Regions from separate parts of the Hordeum vulgare genome. Here region 1 is linked to region 2. Evidence: chromatin contacts called from public Hi-C data. All regions are on one chromosome and are shown on one strand. The core of a region is the stretch at or near the end of the contact, and the rest is flanking DNA. Distances in the headings are between cores, read along the strand shown. Region 1 holds the start of LOC123402003. Region 2 holds the start of LOC123403791 (probable transcription factor KAN2).

Region 1 (4,874 bases), core at 1,647-4,146, 300 kb after region 2:
TGCCCTCATGTGAAAGAAATGTGTATTCCGATCTCTAGTTGATAACCATTCCACGTGAGACTGTTGACGCCACATTATTTCTTCCCGCATGTATAGTTCAATCAGCTGATTGTTAATCTTAATCTCAGCGTGTGATGGACTAGACCTCGGAACTTGGTTCTGTAACTGATGTAGCTCTTTTTTAGTTTCTCGGTATCACCACGAACGCTTTCAAACGTAGCTTTTAACAAATCATCAAGATTTTGCGCTAGAGCATCCAGTTTTGCACGCACATTACTCACCATCCAGTTATGACCGTTCAACTCCCATGCATCACAGACGGTGGATGTTATCCCTGCATGAGTATCCCACATAGCTTCATAGCGGAACGACTTATCTCTAGTTTTGTGTGGCGTCGGAGCTAGACTCACTAGGAGGGGAGTATGGTCCGACGTCGTAGCAGTGAGATGTTGCACCACTACATGTTGGAATTGATGGAAAAAAAAGAACCAAGAGCCCTATCCAGGCGAACTTGTGTATATGATCCACTCACAACTTTTTTCTCATATGTCCATTATGTTCCCTTGAAGCCCATATCAATGCGACCACATATATCAACAACATCACAAAATCCTTGTATTTGTGACTGGCTTCTGGTCCCGATTCTATCATGCTCATCATGTCAAAGTACTTCGTTAAGGTCTGCTATGTAGACCCATGGTATGCTATCGAGGATCGACAGATTCTTCATTGTATCCCACGTGTGATGGCGCATGTGAGTCCGGGCCTTTCCATGGAAGCATGAGTCTCCATGGATCACCCCCAAGATCATTGACTTCTACATCTATATGGTATCTTGAGTACCCTAAATTTTCAATATTTATATCATTATTCCAAAACATCTCTAAACCTCCACTCCTACCGGAGGAATCAATAACAAAAATATTATCATAACCTAAAGTACTTGCTAACTTTTCAGCTCTTTCTCTACTAATTTGAGTTTCAAATATGCGAAGTACTATAGAGGCAAACTTTCTCATGAGTTCGCGCATCTTTGAATTTTCGAGGCGTTGCCAATCCCACAAAAATTCCAGCAAAATAGATTCATTATGCCTCACGATCATCTGCCGTGGAGGCCGTCAATCTTGCATCATTGTTTTCCCCCAATTGGGGGTCTTATTTACTCCACCATTACTAGTCTTCTCCGTCACATTGGTTCTGGACCGTTTCGGGTCCTGTTTTGGAAGCGGGCTTAGGGAAAGTGACACCACCCCAATACTGCTCTTCAAAACAAGAGCTAATTATGAACCTGTTAGAATGGTGGTGGCCGAGAACCCCACAACTTGATTAGACGAGCGCTTGCGAATAGGATCAACCTCATCCATATCAGTTTCCTCATGTTCATGCCCCGCACACCCCTTCTCATAAAGTTTATCTCTAGCTAACCCGTCCTGGTTCTTGGCTTTCTTCTTCCTATTGTGCCTTCTAGTTCCCCAGGCAGTGGTTGTTGGTGCGCGCAGGCTCTTGAAAGCTAAGGCCGAGGGAGGATGCGAGATGTTTTTTTGGGTCCATTTGTAGTCAATTCTCCCATTGGGCCTTGGTTTCTTGTGTGTGGACCTATATCATGCTACCGCAAGCCCCGAGTTCGATCGTCCCGTTTCACTGCAGGACTTGATGGGTTCTACCGCAAAACAATGTCATGAGTTAGGCCTCATACGCGGAACAGACCGCGGGAACTATTTATCACATTATGGAATTGAAGAAGGATCGGTCACCGAACCGTTCTACTAATCAAGCCGGCCCACTAGCACATAGAGAAATAGAAAAATAGAAGAAAATAAGGGCACGAGGTGATTCAAACCTAGGTCGTCTCGATAGCACATAGATGCGCGTGCCACTGCGCCACTCTCGGATTTGTGTTCATGCAAGAATCACACTCTATTTGAGGTAAAATACCGGAGATTTTTTATGTTTCCTTTTTTCTTGTTTTCTTTTATTTCTTTATTTTTTTTCTCCATCTTCTTTACATTCTTCCTTGCATTTTGTTTCTTATTTTTTGTTTTCTTGCTGTTTGTTTGATTTCCTTTTTTGTTTGTTTTTTTCCTTCTCCATCTTTTGTTTTTTGTTTTTTCTTGTCTTTGTTTTCGTTTCCACTCTAAATTTTTGTATATGTCAAAAACATTTTTAATAAGTGATCAACACTTTTTTTATACACGTTCAAGTTCAGCATTGCCGAGTACTTATTTAATATTTTTAAAATACTTATTCAACATTTAATACCTATTCAATATTTTTCAGATACATGATCAACATTTTCCAAATACTCGTTCAACATTTTGTAATACTTATTCAACATTTTTAAATACTTGTTCAACATTTTTAATACCTATTCCACATTTTCAAATACTTGTTCAACATTTTTAATACTTATTGAACATTTTCAAATACTTGTTCAACATTATTCAAATAGTTATTCCATTTTTTTATACATGATCAACATTGTTTTTCAAATACTTGTTCAACATTTTTAAAATACTTGTTCAACATCTTTTTTCAAATGCTTGATTAACATTTTTATATGGATGGTCAACATTTTTTAAAATACTTCTTCAATATTTTTCAAATACCTATTCAACAGTATTCAAATACTTGTCCAAAAAGATTCAAATAATTTCTCAACATTTTTCAAATATTTAAATAGAGTGTATTTTTATAATACATACATTCAGAATATTTCAAACTATAAATAAACAATAGTAAAAAAAAACAGGGAACAGAAAACGTAAGAAAAACGAAAAAAGGAGGCTCTGTCCTGCCTTGCTGATGGGCGGGGCCATCTAGGCCCCCCCTTCAGCGAGGGGTTCCTCCACTAGTGACGGTTCGTCGACTTGTGGACGGCGGCGTGTTTTACTGGACTGGAGGCGCCTTTCCTTTTTTTTCCTCCTCTTCGTTCGTGGGAAGGCGCAGCAGGTCGGAGGAGGAAGCCGTGAGAAGTTGGCGAGAGAGGAGATGGGGAAGGGCGGGGAGCTGTGGGACGACTCGGCGCTGGTGGACGCCTTCGACCACGCCATCGCCACCTACAAGGTACGCGCCCTCGCCCCCCCTTTCATCCCCTGTCCCTTTCCGGATTTGGTACCTCGTCGCCGCCGCTAGGGTTTAGGGTTTGGGGAGCTTACTCGCGGTCCGAGTTGGAGCATCTGGAGTAGGTCCGCGTGTTGGTTTGGTGGCCAGGATTGGGGCCGGATGGATTCCTCTGTCGAGTTCGTTCGCCGCTGTGCACTAGTACGAGTACAGCTTAACTGTAACGGTGCCATTTTTGTTTCATGATAGATTTAGTTTTCTGTGCATTTCTCTCTGGTTAGATGAATAGCTCGATTAAATTTCCTCCTTTACTTGTTATGTGGAAGAACGCAGGGGTTCTCCCGCATTTATGTGAATAGTTGGCTGCTCGTTCGCATTGTGCTAATTGATTGTGATGGCTTGTAGGCAATGCATGGCAAGAACAAGCAAGCTGCTCCATCTGAGATACAAGAGTCAGAAGATGTAGCTGCTTCTGCTGCCATTGCCGCTGCTGTTGCAGAAGAACCTGTCTCTACTGAAGTAGCAGATGAGTAAGTAGACTGATGCTTGTCGCTTCAGTTAATATGTTTTCCTGTTTTACTGGTATGACAGTGATTATTCTGTGCAAAGATAGCAATTCTATAAGTTACTCAGCTTGCTTATTAAAACTCGAGTCTGTAGAAACTAGAAAGAATGGTGCTACGTTCCTGTCTAACTGTCTTTTTCTCTGTGTGTTTCTTTTAGAACTTGACTTTTATTAATGGGAAGAGTTTAAGTGTGGAATTCATGTTATGGAACCGTCAACCAGTTATACATGTGTGGTTAGAATTAACGATTTAAGCTAGTACCAATTCTGGATGAACCTGTTGCTGGAGATATCGATTTCCAGCTATATATCTAGCGACTCCTCGCTAAATTCTCCAGTCTGTTGTTTCAAGCCTCGGAGTGATTACTCTGAATCTATTTCAGTGAAATGAGAATTTCAAACTTCAAATTTCCTTTTGTTTTAAAAATGTATTAAGAGGTGTAATGGCCTAATGTGTGCCTGTTTTTCTATCTGAACTAGTTTTATCCTTTCCATTCACATTTGTCAATAATTTATACAATTTTAAATTCTTGTTTTATTGTCCTAGAATTGATGAAGTATTGCTTTGTTTGTGAAGGCAAACAAATAAAAATGACAGCTGCACTAACTTACCCGTTGGTCCTGCGGAGACACCACAGCAGCCCTGTGAAGAAAGAAAGACTGATGAGCAAGCTCCTCTTCAAGAAACTGATCTGGAAAAGGAGATAAATGTCTCTGAATCTAAGACATGCTTCTCAGATGCCACCAATACTGAGGGAAAGGATAGCTCAAACCAGCAGACAGGGGACTACAATGAATTACTCAGGAAGTACTATGAACTTGAGGTGCAAAGCCAGAAAGTTCTTGAGCAATTACATCAGACAAATTACTGGAATTATCAAACCCCTGAACAATCTTCAGCATACCAACAGCAAGTTCCTGCTTACATTGCCACAGCACCAGACCCAATCTCTTCAACCGCTCAAACCTCATGCTGCTCCTTGAATGTTCCCATGGTTTCAATCTCCTGCTGTTCAACTGGCCAACAAAGTGGCGATTCCACTGCCATGCCACCTAGTGGAGGCTGCAGCATATCATTCACTTGTAAGTGCCTAGTTTGGTTAACCCTATATCCTTGTTTTCTTCATCTATTACAGAGCTTTTATCCATGTTCCCATCGCTATGGACTACATGATTTGCAGGTGATCATTGCCCTGGAGCAAGCACTACATATCCTACTGGTGCAGCCTTCACGCAGCTCCCAGCTAAG
Region 2 (4,439 bases), core at 806-3,305:
GGATTTTGATGTTTGACTGTGTGCATTCTAGTATTCATAGGCGGGTGTTGCTCATAATGTTTCGTATTCGTTTTGTACTAGATTTGAGATAATAGAATCGCTCTTTATCAGGGAAAAAGGATATGACATAGTTAAATCCCACCTAGATGAGATTTAGCAAATCCAAGAAATAAATGTGTTTCCCAAACATGGTTGCCTCTCAATTTATTGTCCAGTCGTCACTCGGAAACAAATGTAAAACTTACTAGCCAGTAAATCTTCTATTTTTAATCTCTACACATGAGGGCTTGATGTGAAGAATCTGAAATTGAAGCCACTTGCCTTGAGGGTTCGCTGGGAATGGCTCAGAAGAGTTGATCTTAACAGACCTTGGAATGGACTCACACTGGTTGTTGACAGAGAGGTCCGAAAGGTGTTCGACAGTCTTGTTGCTATACAGGTGGGGTGAAGAGACGGAGTATTATTCCGGAGAGAAAAATGGATACACGGTTTCGGAGTAATCGACATCGCCCCCTGCATTTTTGCTATGGTCGGTACTCGGGTCATCAACCACACGACGGTTGAGCAGGCCACTATGGATGATTCTTGAACGTTCGACATCATCGAAGATATCTCCTTCACAGCACATTTTTTTTTTCGACTTGCAAGGCAGGAGCACTGTCGATTTTCATTAAGAGAGGAAAAAAAGAGAACAATGGCCCTATTTTATAAGAGAAACTAGGCCAAAAAACCTCAAAACACACGATTAAAACAGAGAACAATCGTGCAACAACCCAATCCTTGCTGACATCGACAACTCAAACTCCATCACCAACACGCCCACAAACCTGAAGAGGTGTGAGGACTCTTCGACGACGCCTTCAAAAAGCATCTTCACCGGTATCCTTCGACCCCATCAAACCAAGGCTTTCACCCAGAGTCATCCACAACAACTTCGCCGGACCTCGGGAAAGTCCACGGTGTAGCGGGAGGCACATAGGCCAGAGAACTTCTGGTGGCCATGTGGTAGTGAGGAAGACAAATACTCGGCCAAGGCCACATACGGCAGATTGTGTGAGGGCCCGAGTCGGACGATTTGGCAAAGCTATGCACCCCTCAAACTAAAGCTTTTTTGCTTAGCTGGCTTCGCAGCATCGCCTTTGGACTACTGATCGAAGAGCCAGGTACGGACTATAAGACCAAACTTCGGCGTGCTTTACGTGCTTGCAAAGTGAAGACACAGTAGAGCACATCACTATGCAATGCACCTACGCACGCAAGGTTTTGGCATTGATTCCTAGACATGCTTCACCTTCCTGTCCAGGCGTCTGCGGAGAATGACACACTCATTAACTGATGGCTCCTCAATAGAAGTAGATTTAGATCGGCGGATAGTAGAGGTTTTGACAGTCTAGTCATTTGCACGAACTGAACACTTTGAAAATAACATAACGCTAGAGTCTTCAATAGGACGCATTAACAGGTTCATGCGGAGAGACCAGTTTCCTTTATCGTGGACGAAATTAAAGATTGGAAAACGGCGTTTGACGGAGTAGGAGCCTTACAGTGTTTTGTGAGAGAATAGGCTAAATAGAGTGTTCGTGTGGATGTACCTTTGTGAGAGAATAGACTAAATAGAGTGTTCGTGTGGATGTACCTTTGTAGATGTTTGCATCTACATGAGAACTCTTGTAATTATTTCTCTCATTCTTTAATAATACGATACGTAATTGCGTACTCTTGAAAAGAAACACATGACGAACCGGGAAAATTCTGGAATTCCAAACTAGGCTGTAGTCTGTCGTCTATATAACACCAATCTGAATTGTACTCCTGCGTATAATTCACGTGAGGATGAAGAATGGGCATAAAGCCCCATAGGGAATAATACCTCACTTCTTGCCTTGCCTTGCGGCAAGCATACATCCCAATCAAAAGTGTCATTTTCCCACTGCAATCTGCCACCAAACACCCATAAGAGAGAGAGACTGCGTGGAATAAAAAGGGGAGGAGATAAAGAAGGGGAAAAAAATGTGAGGAACGAAAGTGAAAGGGGGGCGCATGGTGTATGGACGAAAAGACCAATCTATATCTTCCATCCTAGGCCGGCCACCTCCAAGCAACAAGTTACACTCGCCTCTTTTTCACACAGCACATCCGAACAGACACTCCTGTCCTTCACCATTCCAAGTTCCCATCTCTCTCCTCCTCCTCCCCTCATCCCCGAGCTCCTCGGCTCCTCCCCCCACCTCTCTCCCAGCAAGAAATCTTCCGAGTTCCGCACCTCAATTCCGCCCTGACCCTTTCTCGATCTCTCTAGCTAGCCGCAAGTCCACGCCGGCGGCCGATATCACACCGCTTGCTCTCCGCAAGTTGCGAGAGGGATCAATGGAGCTGTTCCCGTCACACCCGGACCTGCAGCTCCAGCTCCAAATCAGTCCGCCCCCTGCCACCAAGCCAATGGACTTAGGGTTTTGGAAGAGGGCTCTCGACACCACCGCCGCCGCGACCACGGCAGCATCGGCGGCGGCAACCTTCGCGCCTCCGTCCATCGCCAGGACATACCCCTCGCTGCCAGCAGCTGCCGGCGGCGGCTTCCATGCAGGGCACTACGGCGCAGCCGATGGCCACCTGGGCGGGGTGCAGTTCTTGCAGCACACCCAGCCCATCCTCCACGAGGTGCAGGACCTGGCGGCGATGAAGCCCATCCGGGGCATCCCCGTGTACAACACCTCGCATCAGTCTCTCCCTTTCCTCCAGAGCCAGCTCCACCACCACAACCACCACCACCAGCATTGCTACGACGCGATCGGCGGCGCGGCAGGCGGGCCGAGGTCGCCCGGCAAGGTCGGCGCGCTGCGGCTGGCGGCGCCGCCGGCCAAGAGGAACTCCCGCGCGCCCAGGATCCGGTGGACCACGTCGCTGCACGCGCGGTTCGTCCACGCCGTCGAACTGCTCGGAGGCCACGAGAGTACGTATTTGCTGCTACTCGCGCGCACAAGTGTTATTTTCCTTGTTCTCCTGAATTTTTGCTTGCTCCTCTCCTCATATTAGCAGTCGCCGTTAGATGGTTTTCTTTTCTTTCTTCTAGCTGCTGGCAAACTAGACAATCCTCCTGTTGGTCGAATCTAGCATTTCTTGTGCTGGCATTCAAAAGAGCTAGACAATGATGCATGGGCGTATTGGCATAGTACAAGCTAAGCTCTATATATGTGTTGGTGAACGAATTATTGTCTACTGTTTGTGATGCTTCCTCCCTTGCGATTGTGCAGGAGCAACGCCCAAGTCAGTCCTTGAGCTAATGGACGTGAAGGATCTCACCTTGGCCCATGTCAAGTCTCACTTGCAGGTGAGGGGATCTTCTTTAAGTGCATATAATAAAGTCCATGGTTAGCTCATTGGTTACAGTATTTATATTGAGCTTTGATCACTTGCGCTCTCCTTAACGTACGTACGTGTAGATCTACTAGCTACCACTTCAGATACTCCTTGGTGTATGCAACAATATACTACTGTATATATTAGTCTTAGATATTTGATGTATCTTCGGTCGGTCATGCATGTAAGAATAGCCATTCTACAGTTCACTTTCTGAGCAGTAAATTCCCCTCTCGCTCGTACCTCCTCTCTCCCACTAGCTTTACCACGACGGGGGAGAGGGAGATCGAGCAGCTTTTCAATAAAAACCCGAGATCAGCTGAGCATCACCACAAAGCTAAGCATGCATGCAACGGGAAGCCAATGCGTGCCATTAAAGGCCTCACAGTCACCGGAGGGGACGATGGATGGATGGATGGATCACACAGTGGACACATGTGCACACAGGAGCGCGCGCGCGCACACACACACATTGATATACTATATGAATATGATACGCATCCATGCATGCGTTGCTGCCCGAGAGCAGGCGGCCGGGCAAGTACAACCCCTGCATCATTTCTCAATAATTAATTTCTGCCCTTTGGCGGGCTTCGCTGCCTGCATGCACACAAGCTAGTAGCTGATCGCGCCATCAATGCCACAATTGTGCATATATGCCGCTCTGCCCGCCCCTGCCGCCCCGTATTTATTGATCCATCTCGTAGACCACCGCTACACACCTTTGACTTTAATACTCCTGCTATACACAGCTGCTCATCCTAGCTTTGTTCAGTCAGCTACATATACTTGTACCTATGCTTTCTAGTACGTACGTATCCGCGAGTACATACTGATCAGTTGATTGTCTTGCAGATGTACCGGACCATCAAGACCGCTGACCACAAATCGGCTGCTGCTTCCTACGGTATGTATGATCAGATCGCCTCTGAGAAAGAACTCAATACTCTTATACAAGTGACAGACAGACAGACAGACATAGTAGCATTGGATTAGCAGTGACTAGAATATTTGTTTTGCAGGACAAGCAAAGACAATCATCGACATCCCTGACGACAGCTCCTTCGAAATCGCCAACACTA

What was found. Hi-C and Micro-C count contacts between places; a contact is called where the count stands out from the background.
Region 1: a contact with region 2 is called in a Hi-C map of seedling, with 4 times the contacts expected there. The contact joins the promoter of LOC123402003 here to the promoter of LOC123403791 in region 2. A contact is called at or near these places in 1 of 6 Hi-C or Micro-C datasets (seedling) and 1 of 1 datasets of contacts at active chromatin or transcription factors (embryo).

What each region holds. Positions count from the first base shown.
Region 1 is chr6H:455,157,037-455,161,910 of MorexV3_pseudomolecules_assembly, forward strand. It overlaps LOC123402003, which reads left to right and starts at 2,897. Exons shown (of 6, transcript XM_045095854.1): 1 at 2,897-3,063; 2 at 3,466-3,590; 3 at 4,203-4,708; 4 at 4,807-4,874. The coding sequence starts at 2,989.
Region 2 is chr6H:454,859,964-454,864,402 of MorexV3_pseudomolecules_assembly, forward strand. LOC123403791 (probable transcription factor KAN2) reads left to right here and starts at 2,056. Exons shown (of 6, transcript XM_045097708.1): 1 at 2,056-2,950; 2 at 3,252-3,328; 3 at 4,213-4,264; 4 at 4,380-4,439. The coding sequence starts at 2,368.